Regions from separate parts of the Gossypium hirsutum genome. Here region 1 is linked to region 2. A link is a contact called in public Hi-C data. All regions are on one chromosome and are shown on one strand. Each heading gives the region's core, a stretch centred on a gene start, on an enhancer-like site or on the middle of the called end of the contact. The rest is flanking DNA. Distances are from core to core; before and after follow the strand shown.

Region 1 (6,316 bases), core at 3,480-5,979, 37 kb after region 2:
ACGAGAGTTTTTCTCTGTCATAAATCAGAATCTCCCTAAAAAACTTGTATGAATGGGGTAAAGAGCATAATAATAGCATAGTCTGATCTTCATCGTCAATCTGAACCTCAACGTTCTTTAAATCATTCAAAAAAGTAAATTGACTAATGTGATATCTAAGAAGCACACATTCGTTCATGCGAAACGTAAATAGACATTGTTTCAACACTAAATAGTTAGCTAGAGACTTAGTCACATAAAGAGTTTCTAATATTTTCCACAAGGTAGATGAGGTTTTCTCCATCAATACCTCCTGCAATACCCTATTCGCAAGGCACAACTAGATTGCAGACAAGGCATTTTCATCAAGCTCTTCTCATTCTGTTTGATCTAGATTCTCAAACTTTTTCCTGGTAACGACCTTTTTCAGGTTGGTCTGAACTAGAATTGTCATCATTCAAACTTGCCACAGATTAAATTTGTGACACCACTGAACTTCTCAATGTCAAACCTTGTTGTTGCCATCTTTGATAGACTGATCTGCAAAAATTGAACTAGCTCTGATACCAATTATTGGGGATCGACGTGATTAAGCAACGAACAAGTAAAAATAGCGGAAGAAATTGAGAAATTGAACACACAAATTTAACCCCTCCAAAGAAGATAAAAAACTATGGGAAAAGATAATTTTACTATAATGGCAAAAGAACGAAGAGTATAAAAGATAAAGATAAAAACTAAACCCCAAAACCCAATAACAAAGAACACTCAAAATGTAAACACAAAATTCTCCAAAAGTGTTATGAGTTCTAATCTTTAATAAGTGTGTTTTCTAAGGTTGTGAAAAAGCCTATTTATAAGCTAAATTTGTAGGTCAAATAATAAAAAAATAATCTAGACTAATCAAAGTTCGAATAAAACACATAAATAGAGTTTAACTGAGAGATTATCTCTCAAATTTGGCTGAGTCATACTCAACTCTTATAAATAAGTGATAATTTCTTCACCATTTTTCTTAAAAAAGTTAATTTTAATCTCATATTGACTAGATAATACTCTTATAACTCACTTCACTATTTTTATTAAAAAATTAATTTTAATTCCACACTGATTAAAGAATACTCGATAACTCACTTCTTCACTAGTTTCATTAAAAAATAATTTTAATCCCTCATTGGCTAGAGAACACTCTCATGCTCCAACTTATTCTATAAAAAGACTCTCATATCTTACGTTTACCTTATAAATAAGTAACACTTTCTTCATTATTTTTATTGAAAAGTTAATTTTAATCCCACATTCACTAAAGAATACTCCCACGGCTCACTTCTTCTCTATTTTTATTAAAAATTAATTTTAATCCATTGAAAAGTTAATTTTAATCTCACATTGACTAGAGAATACTTTCAAGCTCACACTTACCCTATAAACAAGTGTCAATTTCTTCACTATTTTCATTAAGAAGTTAATTTTAATCCCACATAATTAAAACATAAAATATTAAAAATCTATCATCTTTTAAAAACTTAAGTATATTTTTCAAATATTGTTTCATCAATAATTTGTAAGTAATATATTATTTAAATAATAACAAATTTATAAAACACACGAGCAATCCGTACATCGCACGGGATAGAAAACTTAAATATTATATAATATAAACATAGGTTTTAAAAAATAATTATATTATATAACTAGCTTTTTTATTGTATGGATTAATGAAAATATAATTAATAATTTTGTATAATTTTTTTCAACATGTATATTATTATTAAAGACTGTACTTTAATAAAATTATAATGAAGTTGTTAACTTTTTAACTAATATATTTATTTTTAAACAAAAGAGATATAAAAAATTTAATATTTAATTTTCTAATATTTGAAAGGATAATAATTCCTAGAATGTTTGCAAATTATAATACTATATTTCAAAATGGTTTAGAAATTCAAAGTAAAATTTCATGTTACTCGCAAAAGAATTTGATAAATATGTATTTTAGACAAGTAATTTTAAAAATATTTTACATAAAAAATTTGTTCCAATTGCTTTATTTTGAGATCATAAACTATTTTGAAAACAATTTTTTACAAATGCAATTAATTTTTTATTGTTTTAAGTGATGTTAATTTTAAATTAAAAATATGGTGTTTAAAACTGCTATTTTTACTGCTCAGTTTCCAAGCTTATATTTAAATCATTATTTTCAAAATAACAAAACTTTATTTATTTAATTATTTATGGAAAAATGACATTTTTTTAATTATGTTTTAAAGTATGTGAATTTTTATGTTAGATTTGTTTTTATTTTTTCCCTTTAAAAATTGTATTTGAAATAATATTTTATTAAAATTTAAATATATAAATAAATGTCTTTAAAATACTTAAATTGGTTTAATCTTTCTTTTTTTAAATCGCTGATGTGTCAACAATATGTAAACCCAAATCAGGCTTTTATTAAAACAACAAAGATAAAGGTTTAAATTAGGAACAATATTTTAGAAGTTGCTTACATAATGGTCAAATCTTTTAAAATGATCATATAATGGCCTAACATTTATAAAAGTGATTAAATAAGGGGTTTTTCACGCACTTCAATCCAATTTGTAGTAAAAATTAAGTGAATGTTGACGTGTTTAGAATAAAATATAGAACAACTGAATCAAATTTTACTTGAAAAGAAAAGAAAGTAATAAAAACCTAATTTAAAATATGCTATACAACATTTGAGATTTCCTTATTTGAATACTTTTGAAAAGATTTAACCATTATTTAAGTAATTTCAAAAAGATTAGGCCCTATTTGACTATTTTGAAAGATCTGACTTTCATTTGAACAATTTAATAAATGTTAGGCCATTGTATGACCATTTTGAAAAATTTTGTCATTATTTGAGCAATCCCTAAAAGATTGAGCCCCACTTTAAGCATTTAGCTAACAAAGTTGTGGCTTTGAGACTATAGAATCTCATGTTCAAATTTTACTATGTGTGTATTTTTTATATTTATCTTGGATAGATTTTTATAAATTTTATTTATATAAAAAATATAGAAAGAGGAAAACAGAGTAAGTTTTATAAAAATTATATAAAAATATAAAAAGATATATACTTATTTGTTAGTTTATAAAAAAATATTTTGAAAAAAAAAAGAATGAGTATTATTCGATATAAATATAGATAGATGTTATAAATTTTTAGTACAATTATTTAATAAATATATAATTTTATTAAGGAATAGTTTTAATTTATTTTACTAATAAATTTTAATATAAGATATTTATTTAATATTATATAATTTATTTTTATTATCTATACAGTCATTTTAATATATTACCTTTTATTATCATTTTCTACTTTGTTTAACATTGAGCTCTAAATCAAGCGATATCAAATTGAAGGTTTATATAAAAAGTTAAAAGTATGTTAAAAAAATATTTTCTTAATATTTTATTATACTTTTATAAGATATTATTGTGAAGTTTAAAATTCTACAGATAATGTATTAAATAATTTTTTTAAAGAAAATAATTGTTCGGTTATTATATTTTTAACTAGTGGTTTTAACTCTAAATTATTTTATTTTAAAATACTATATAAAAATTAAAAAGAGAAAGATATAGTTAAAATATTTTTGAGTAAAATCACTTAATTCAATGACATATAAAATTAATTTAAATATAAAATTATCTTCTTCTTCTTTTTTTCTTCCTTTCTCTTTTTTGTGGGGGGTTTATTTGAAAACGGTGAAAGTGAAAAATCAGTCAAATACATTATCAGATGATTGTAGAAGAAAGGCGATAGATTATCAAAAATAAAGGGTGGAAAATAATATATATATATAGGAAATGAATTCTTTTGATTGGACGAGGCATCACTTTTTGTATTCAATGTGGATAAAAGATCTTCCTATGTTATACTATTTAATTCTCGACGATGAATCGATTTGATAGTCTAGATATTGTTATTCATGATATTGATCTGAATCAATGTCATTGAAATATAAGTCATTGCATTGAATTTACAAGCGACAAATTTATCATCTCTATGGGATTAAATCCCGAGTTATTGCAAAGTAAAAAAAAAAAGAAATTATGGAAATAAATATTCTCGCATTTATTGCTACAACGCTGTTCATTCTAGTTCCTACTGTTTTTTTACTTATAATATACGTAAAAACTGTCAATCAAAGTGATTAATTTGAATGAAACTTGACTTTTTATTAAGGAGTTGAAGAAAAAAGGATTCAAATCTCACGTCTTAAATAAAATGAATGGACTAGAATCAACAGTATCCTATAAAACTCGATAGTATGGTAGAAAAAAAATGAATCTCTCTACCATACAATATGTATCTTCATACATGTCGATATCAATTAAATATATGTACTATATATAGTATCTCAATTTTATTTCTTCGCTTGATCTATTTTATTTATGTTGACTTTAATTAATCTGAAATAATTGAAAGATAAGTCTTACAATTTTATAATTTTTTTCATTTTATGGATTTGATTATTTTGGTGGATACGAGATTCCTAATAAAATAAGAAAAAATGGAATGGAATAGGCATATATTAATTAAATTAATAAAAGAAAAAAAGAAAACCAAGTAAAAAAAATTTGAACAAATTCGTTGGCAGGGTTAAACGTATATTTTCTTAGGAAACACGAAACCATTAAGTTTGGGTCAATGTATCTACCGAGTTAGTTCCCTTTTTAACAGCTGTGATATATCCATACCATATATGAGAAAATAAATTTGCAGGTTCCAGTTGTTTCTTATAATCAAAATTTCCCTTTTATACTAAAGTTTTCCATATAATCCAATGTCCAAATAAATAAATACAATCTGTCAAGACCTATAATCCAAAGTCTTTAATATAAATAAATACCTTCTCTCTCAGTATTATCCATCCACACCTTTCTTTCCTTGGGTGTATTTTTACGATGACCGCCATCACCATAGAAGCTCTTAAAGAGCAGCAGCATATTATCCAACAACAAAGCGAGTCAGCCGGGGAATCAACTCAGTCGTTGCCCAGTCTGGATGAAGTGGAGCAAATTCTGGGCTATGATTTTAACAACAAACGGTTATTAGAAGAAGCTTTCACGCATGCTTCTTTAGGACTCGGTTTCTCCAACGAGCGGTTAGAGTACGTGGGAGATTCTGTCCTTAATTTACTTTTCACCAAACAGCAGTTTTTTGAATACCCTGATTTGCCGCCGGGGCCTTTGACTAGGCTACGAGCCGCCAATGTCGATACCGAAAAGTTGGCTCGTGCCGCCGTCAAACACGGTTTGCATCGCTATTTGCGCCATAAGAAACCTCTTCTCAAAGAACAAGTAAGCAATCGAAACTGTTTTTTGAATAAAATTAATTTTAGATTTTTCACTTTTATGTATAAATATTTTTATTCATTTAAAAAAATTGGTTTGAATATAAATACTCGAAGTCAATATTTGTAGGCTGTTGAATTTTGCAGTCATAATAATCGTGCTGGTTAAGTTGGTTTAAAGTTGAAACCATCTTTCGAAAGTGCTTTTTTTTAGGGGTAAAGTACTAATTTAAAATTTTAAAAAGGTTTAAATAAAATGGTTAATTTCTCCCTAATTTTTAAGCAAAGAGACGTAAATTGTCATGGAATATTATAATAACCAGTTGATACATAGTAGCCGACTACTATGACTATGTTTGACGTAGACTATGATATATATCATCCATTTTTGTCTTAATTATGGTGTAAACTAAGGTTTGTAGCTTAGTTAATTCCTTCAAAGGCATATCCAGTGTTCAACACGTTGATTTGTAGCAAATAATAACTCTCCCAACATAATCAGATTCGACAATTTTCTGAAGAAATACAATGATATCCACTACATTCTAATGGACTAGTTGACGTGCCAAAAGCGTTGGCTGATCTTGTGGAATCCACCATCGGTGCGGTTTTCATTGACACCAATTCCCTTGATGTTGTTTGGAAGGTACCTATTTCTTACACTTATTTTTACTTAGGTAGGACCTTTTTTATAGTTAGAATATGGTATGTGGTCATATATATAATTTTGTTTTTGAATACTGTAATAGGTGTTTAAGGATTTGTTGGAACCCATAATTAGACGGGAGACTTTGAAGATACACCCGGTGACACAATTATATGAAGTGTGTCAAAAGAGGAATTTAAAAGTTAAGTTTGTAGATTTATGGAAGGAAAGCACAGGTTTTGATGTTTTTGTCGACGATCAACTTGTGGGAAGAGGCAAATGTAGTCTCAAGAAGGAAATTGCACACAACAGAGCTGCCAAAGATGCACTGGACAATATTTTGAGAATTTTAGAT
Region 2 (6,111 bases), core at 2,799-5,298:
AACTTTTGATGTGTTTTTAAGATGTGTAAGGTAAATGGAATTTGGCTCCTATTTCTAAAAGTTCTCATATCTCTTTAGGAATACAACTATCTAAATGGATAGTCATATCTTTTAACAATAAATATAATTATTTAATAGATATCTACCTGAATAAGTATGACTATTTGTTAATAATCAAGTGACATAACTTTTGAATTTAAGAGACATAACTAATCATTATAAATAGTGACAACTTTTGGTTAATAATCAAGAGACATAACTTTTGGTTACTTATAACTTTTCATTTGCAATTCTTGAAACACTATATATTGAAAATGTTCCAACATTTTTCTGAATTGGTAGATTACTTTGTGTTTTTTACAGTTAATATCCCTGCATCAATGAATCATTGCCATCTTGTGTTGATTCCATATGTCACATCTCTTTATTAATTATTGTGCAGGAAGCTGCAATCAAGAAGATGGATATGCAGGCAACCAAAGAATTTCTAGCTGAATTGAAGGTTTTGACACATGTTCACCACCTGAACCTGGTAATGTACTTTCTTTTTCTCATGCTTCGAAGGCAGATATCTTTGAATAATTGTTTTTCATTAACTAGAAAACATTTCTTAAATGTTATTTTTATCTGAGTCTAGAAAACATTTTCTTAATATTCTAGGTGCGGCCCATAGGCCTTAAGCCGAGGGCCAGATTTTTGTTCTCTGTAGTTCAATGAGTCAGAGGAGTTGTCTATATCCACATATGGCACAGTTTTTCATGCATTATTTGCCCTAACTCTTATTTTCCTTAATGTTAAGAAACTTAATACAGATAATTGGATGGAGTTTATGGTATCATGCAGAATTATATTCTCACTGAGTCTACTATACATATCTTTGCAGTCGTGACAATGCACAAGTAATTAAGTTGTTTAACTTTTCAATCATTATAGTGGAATTCATTGGCCATCCCTTTTTTCATTTATAAGTTTTTCTTCCTTTATAAACATCCTCTTTCATCTATGACCTTCTATAATTCCTATTTTGGTTATTTATCTTCAAAGTGAATATTAATGTGTTTGTCCAATACAGGTGCGTTTAATTGGATACTGTGTTGAAGGCTCTCTTTTCCTAGTGTACGAATACATTGAGAATGGCAATCTAAGTCAGCATTTGCGAGGCTCAGGTGAGGTTTCTTACGCAGAAACTATCCCAAATGCAATTGATTCAGAGCAGCACTAATGGGATTCTGTTGTTTATTTCCAGGCAGGGAGCCACTTCCTTGGTCTACTCGAGTGCAAATTGCCCTCGACTCAGCCAGAGGTCTTGAATATATTCATGAGCATACTGTCCCTGTTTACATTCATCGGGACATTAAATCAGCTAATATATTGATAGACAAAAAGTTCCGTGCAAAGGTTATTCATTCCTGATCTCTCATCAGGTCGACTGTTTGAAAGCTTCTTGTTATAATTGCACTTTAATCAATTTTTAACATCAATGCAGGTTGCAGATTTTGGATTAACAAAACTGACAGAAGTTGGAAATTCATCCCTACCCACACGTCTTGTTGGGACATTTGGATACATGCCACCAGAGTAAGATAAATTTTGTTCTTATTAATTCCAAGTAATTTGTAACTCGTTAGCTGCTGTTGTTTAGGACCAGCCATAAGTTCAACAACTGGCTAGACTAATTGTCTCCTCCTCAGTAGGTTTATAGGCCAATGATCCTTTATACAAAATATTAGCTGATTTGGTGTGTCTACGTTGGTATCTTCGTTTTCCACAAAATTGTTCTAATTAATTTGAAGTAATTTGTAAGTTACTAGCTATTGTTGTTAAGGACAGGCCATAAGTTCAACAACTGGCTAGACTCTCCTATCCAGTAGGTTTATGACCATAGAGGCTAATGATCCCTTATACAAATTACTAAGCTGCATGATATGTCTACCTTCGTATCTAGTTTAATGTTAGCAACTTAGCAGCAACTGCTGTTAGAGACCAAATATTTTGTAAATTGCCTCTAGTCAATGAATTTGCGACTGGAGGAGCTTCAGATAGTTTGCATAATATTTGGCTTGGATATTGTAATTCATAATCTTCTAAATTAAATCAAACAGAAGTAGGCATAGGAACCGAAACCTATAGAATTACTTCGGCTAGGTTTGATTTTCTAAGTTGGTCTTTAACTTATGTTATGTATGACTCGTATTTCAATTCTGTTTTTTTTTATAAAAATAATATTAAAGAATTAATTCATTACAAAAATAGATGTTTGCTACTGTAGTTTTGAGTGTTGCCTAATAAATTGTCGGTACCGTGAATTTTTTTAAAAAATTTGACAGAAAAAAAAAAGAAAAAAAATTGTGGTGCCGTATGATATATTAACGGCACCGGTAAATTTTTAAAAAAATTCTGATAGCAAAAGAAAAAATGAAAAAGTGAAAAAAAAAATTAGTTTGTGGCTCCAAGACAATAGCTTTTTTCCATCATTTAATGCCTTAATGGTTTTTCCATGCATTTTAATACCTTAACAACTTCTTCTTTTTGTTTTGCCGATTGAGTCTTAACTTGATTGATATAAACATTATCCTAAATTTAGGAGGACATGGGTTTGAGTATGCTGAAGCGCATTAACCTCTTATCTATAGATTGAGGCGGGGTTATTAGTAGTAGTTCTAGGCATTGTGTCAAAAAAGAGCAGATATTATCAATACATATAATGAGGTTGTTAAAAAAGAAACAATTTTTTTTAAATCAAGGGTGCCGCCAATTAAAACAATATTTTTTTTTACTTTTTCTACTTTTTTTTTTCTTGTCAAATTTTTTTATTTCATTGATGTCGCTAATATGTCAAGCAGCATCCAAAATTATTATAACAAATATTCCATTTTTCGTAATTAATTTGTTCTCTCACTTTATTTTTGTAATTAATTAATTTTTTAATATTATTTTTATAAAAAAACCGTAAAAGGGGAATCCAAAAATGGTTTAAATGATTGTGAATCAACTTAGAAGACACAAACACCCACTTGGCCGAAAAAAAAAAAAAACAGACACCCATTAACAATTGGTAGTGAGGTTGTACAACAAAAAAGGGGGAGGATGTAGAACATAGTTCTGCAGCATTATAGACATGAATTAGCTTTCAATTATCATGCTTTCTAAAGCCAGATGCTATTGACAGAAAACACTAATTCTCTTCTTTATTATGGAAACGAACCAATTACTATTTTTTAACCCCTAGGTTGTCCAGTTCATATTTATTACATATGGGATAAAATCTAAAAATTTGGTAGTAAAGAAGCTCTAGAAAAAACAAGAAAAAACTTTCTTAATTAAAGCCTTGTTTGCTTCCTAAGAAGCGGGTATGCCACCAAGGAGTTTGCCATCTTTCTTTAAGGTTGGTGTTTTAAAAAATGGACTAACTTTATCCATTTTGTCTGCAGATACGCTCAATATGGTGATGTTTCTCCTAAAATAGATGTATTTGCCTTTGGGGTTGTGCTGTATGAACTGATTTCTGCTAAAGAAGCTATTGTCAAAGCAAATAGCTCCCTTGCTGAATCGAAGGGTCTGGTTGCTCTGGTTAGTATCGTTTAAATCCCTTTATTCCAATTAATGAATAGTGGTGACAGATGAGCTAAATTCCAAAGGTACTTTTTTTTTTTGGTTACAATTGGAATGTGATTTGAGCAAAAAACATTAAACATTAAGATGCTATACGCATATCTTGAGTAATTCTTTTAGGAAATCAATTTTAATAAATGGAGACCCTGGTTAATATTTTCTCCTTGTCTCCTTGTGCAGTTCGAGGATGGTCTTGATGAGCCTGATCCTAAAGCAGGGCTGTGCAAACTTATTGATCCGACGCTTGGAGATAATTACCCACTTGACTCTGTATTCAAGGTGAGAGCAGTTCCTGGGGAAATTATATGCATGTGGATTTTCTTTCACGATTTTGATATGACAAAACAAAGGTGGCTGTTTTTATATTGCAGATGGCTCAGCTTGCCAAAGCTTGCACCCAAGAAAACCCTCAACTACGACCAAGTATGAGGTCAATAGTGGTTGCCCTAATGACTCTTTCGTCCACAACAGAGGATTGGGATGTTGGTACTTTCTACGAAAATCAAGCTGTTGTCAACCTTATGTCTGGACGATAGATCAGCGAACAGGAATGAATGGTAGTAAGACCTTTGTTGCTGTGAATTACAGCTCTTTTCCTAATGGAAACACCGAGATTTACTTCTTGGCATTTCACACTAAAATTGAGATCTATTTTTGCAAGATATTCTAATGATGCCATTTGTTTTTAGTATATATAAGATAAAAGTGTATTATAAGGGTATAGTAAAATGTTTTAGAAAAAGACACTTATCCTTGTTGAATTGATAAAATCTCAATTATAAAAAGACACTTATCCTTGTTGAATTGATAAAATCTCAATTATAATCATAAATTTTTTATTTATACTTTTTTGTCATCTTAAAAAATTTCCTTATTAATGTGATTTTCAAGATGTATTGCATATGTTGAATATAAAGTGGATTAGAATAACATTTTTTTAGGGGAGGAGAATTGGGTTGTTCATTTTGAGCCCTTTATTTAATGTTAATTAAGATTTCAATTTATGTATCCGTTTGGGTTTTTATCAAATATAATTCAGCATTCTCACTTCCAAGGATTTTATACTTTATAAGGAGCTTAGGTTAGAAGGACTAGTAACTGGTCAAATAACTGTTCTTTTTTTTTTAATTTGGACCAAATTAATTTGATATTTAAAAATAAATAAATAAAATTAATATGATCCTAATTGTTACTTAAAAAATATATAAAAAAAACATAAGTTTTATGGTTAATTCCATCCAAAGTCTCTAAATCAGGAATCTAGATTATATTTATATTCAAATTTCAAAATATTTTAATTCAATCTTTAAATTATAAATAACATTTCAAATAATCACTCTAATGAATTTTCAATTAGATGTTAATTATGTGCCAACATCTTACTAAAACATCCTTTTATCTTTCGTACTTCCCTTTTTTTTTCCTTTTTCCTTTTATTACTACTCCTTTATACGTTTTTTTTTCATAAATAAATACAAATAGAAATAAATAACATTTCATCTTTTGCTTTGCTCAATGACAGTGTCAGCCTCCAAGTTGGCTATCACCTGCCTTTTTTCTCTCTCATCAACTTTTTTCTTCTTCTTCTTCTCATTCATTACCATCAACCCTTTTCTTCTTTCTTTTTCTCATTCACTACATATGGTTTTTTTTAGTTCGCAGATATATTTTGTGGGTATCTTTGCTGTCTTCGCAAGTTGTGATGGACAAATAACGATGTCTGTCGTCAGCTAAAACTCCACTGGCCACCAGTAGTTTTTTCCGAAAAGTGGGTGACTCTTCGTCAACTTTTTAACATGTTTCTAAAAGTATTTTAGAATAAAAAATGATTTCACGTGTCGATTTGGATATATGTGGTATGTTTTTTGTTTTATCATTGTTTAATAAATCTTCAGCTTTAGAAGCTTTTGTCTGCTATTGTAGCACTTTTCTTGGTCTTGCTTATGCATGTAATCTTAATTTTACAAGTGATTTTAGGGAGATTTTGTTGTTGTCCTCTCTAGTTTGGTGAATGCTCGATTCTTTTGTCGATTTTTTGCTTGCCACTTTGGACCACGCGGGATTGATTTCCTTATCGTATTAAGCGCTTGCAATCACTCCAGATATGTAGTACTTGAGTTATGACAAAGTCAATTGTTAACGTGTCATAATGTTCTATTGATACTTAGGCTAAAGCCTTTGTTGTGTTGATGGAGCTTGTCTTTCACGATACGAGTGTTTGATAATTTTTCTCTGAATTGTATGGTTCCATTAATTGAATAAATTAATGAATTTACCTTTCAAAAAAAAGTGTTTATATTTGGTTAAATTATGCTATTACTCTCTACACTTTATAAAAGAATTTTTTTAATTTCTATACTTTACTTTAGTTATGTTTAGTTCTTGTACTTTTTAAATATTAAAACTTCAGTTATCACCAAACAATAATTGTTAAATTCATTAAATTAAGTTATGATATTTCGAATTTTGTTGCTGATGCGGTCGTTGAAAGCACCAAAA

The links. Hi-C and Micro-C count contacts between places; a contact is called where the count stands out from the background.
Region 1: a Hi-C map of fibers shows a contact between it and region 2, with 1.8 times the contacts expected there. The contact joins the promoter of LOC107912642 here to the enhancer-like site in region 2. A contact is called at or near these places in 5 of 34 Hi-C or Micro-C datasets (callus, fibers and leaf).

What each region holds. Positions count from the first base shown.
Region 1 is chrD11:16,947,326-16,953,641 of Gossypium_hirsutum_v2.1, forward strand. It overlaps LOC107912642 (ribonuclease 3-like protein 3), which reads left to right and starts at 4,730. Exons shown (of 3, transcript XM_041106301.1): 1 at 4,730-5,322; 2 at 5,818-5,961; 3 at 6,065-6,316. The coding sequence starts at 4,927. The coding sequence ends at 5,847.
Region 2 is chrD11:16,910,858-16,916,968 of Gossypium_hirsutum_v2.1, forward strand. It overlaps LOC107912640 (chitin elicitor receptor kinase 1), which reads left to right. Exons shown (of 13, transcript XM_016840914.2): 6 at 443-532; 7 at 1,073-1,166; 8 at 1,247-1,398; 9 at 1,487-1,578; 10 at 3,432-3,570; 11 at 3,793-3,891; 12 at 3,984-4,169; 13 at 5,268-5,888. The coding sequence ends at 4,148. Among protein-coding and RNA genes, the nearest start is that of LOC107912640, 6.4 kb to the left of the region's middle. Within about 2 kb of position 4,049, at least 5 of the 9 cell types and tissues checked have an H3K27ac peak or open chromatin away from gene starts, as enhancers often do. A contact at or near this core is called in fibers, where this site is marked.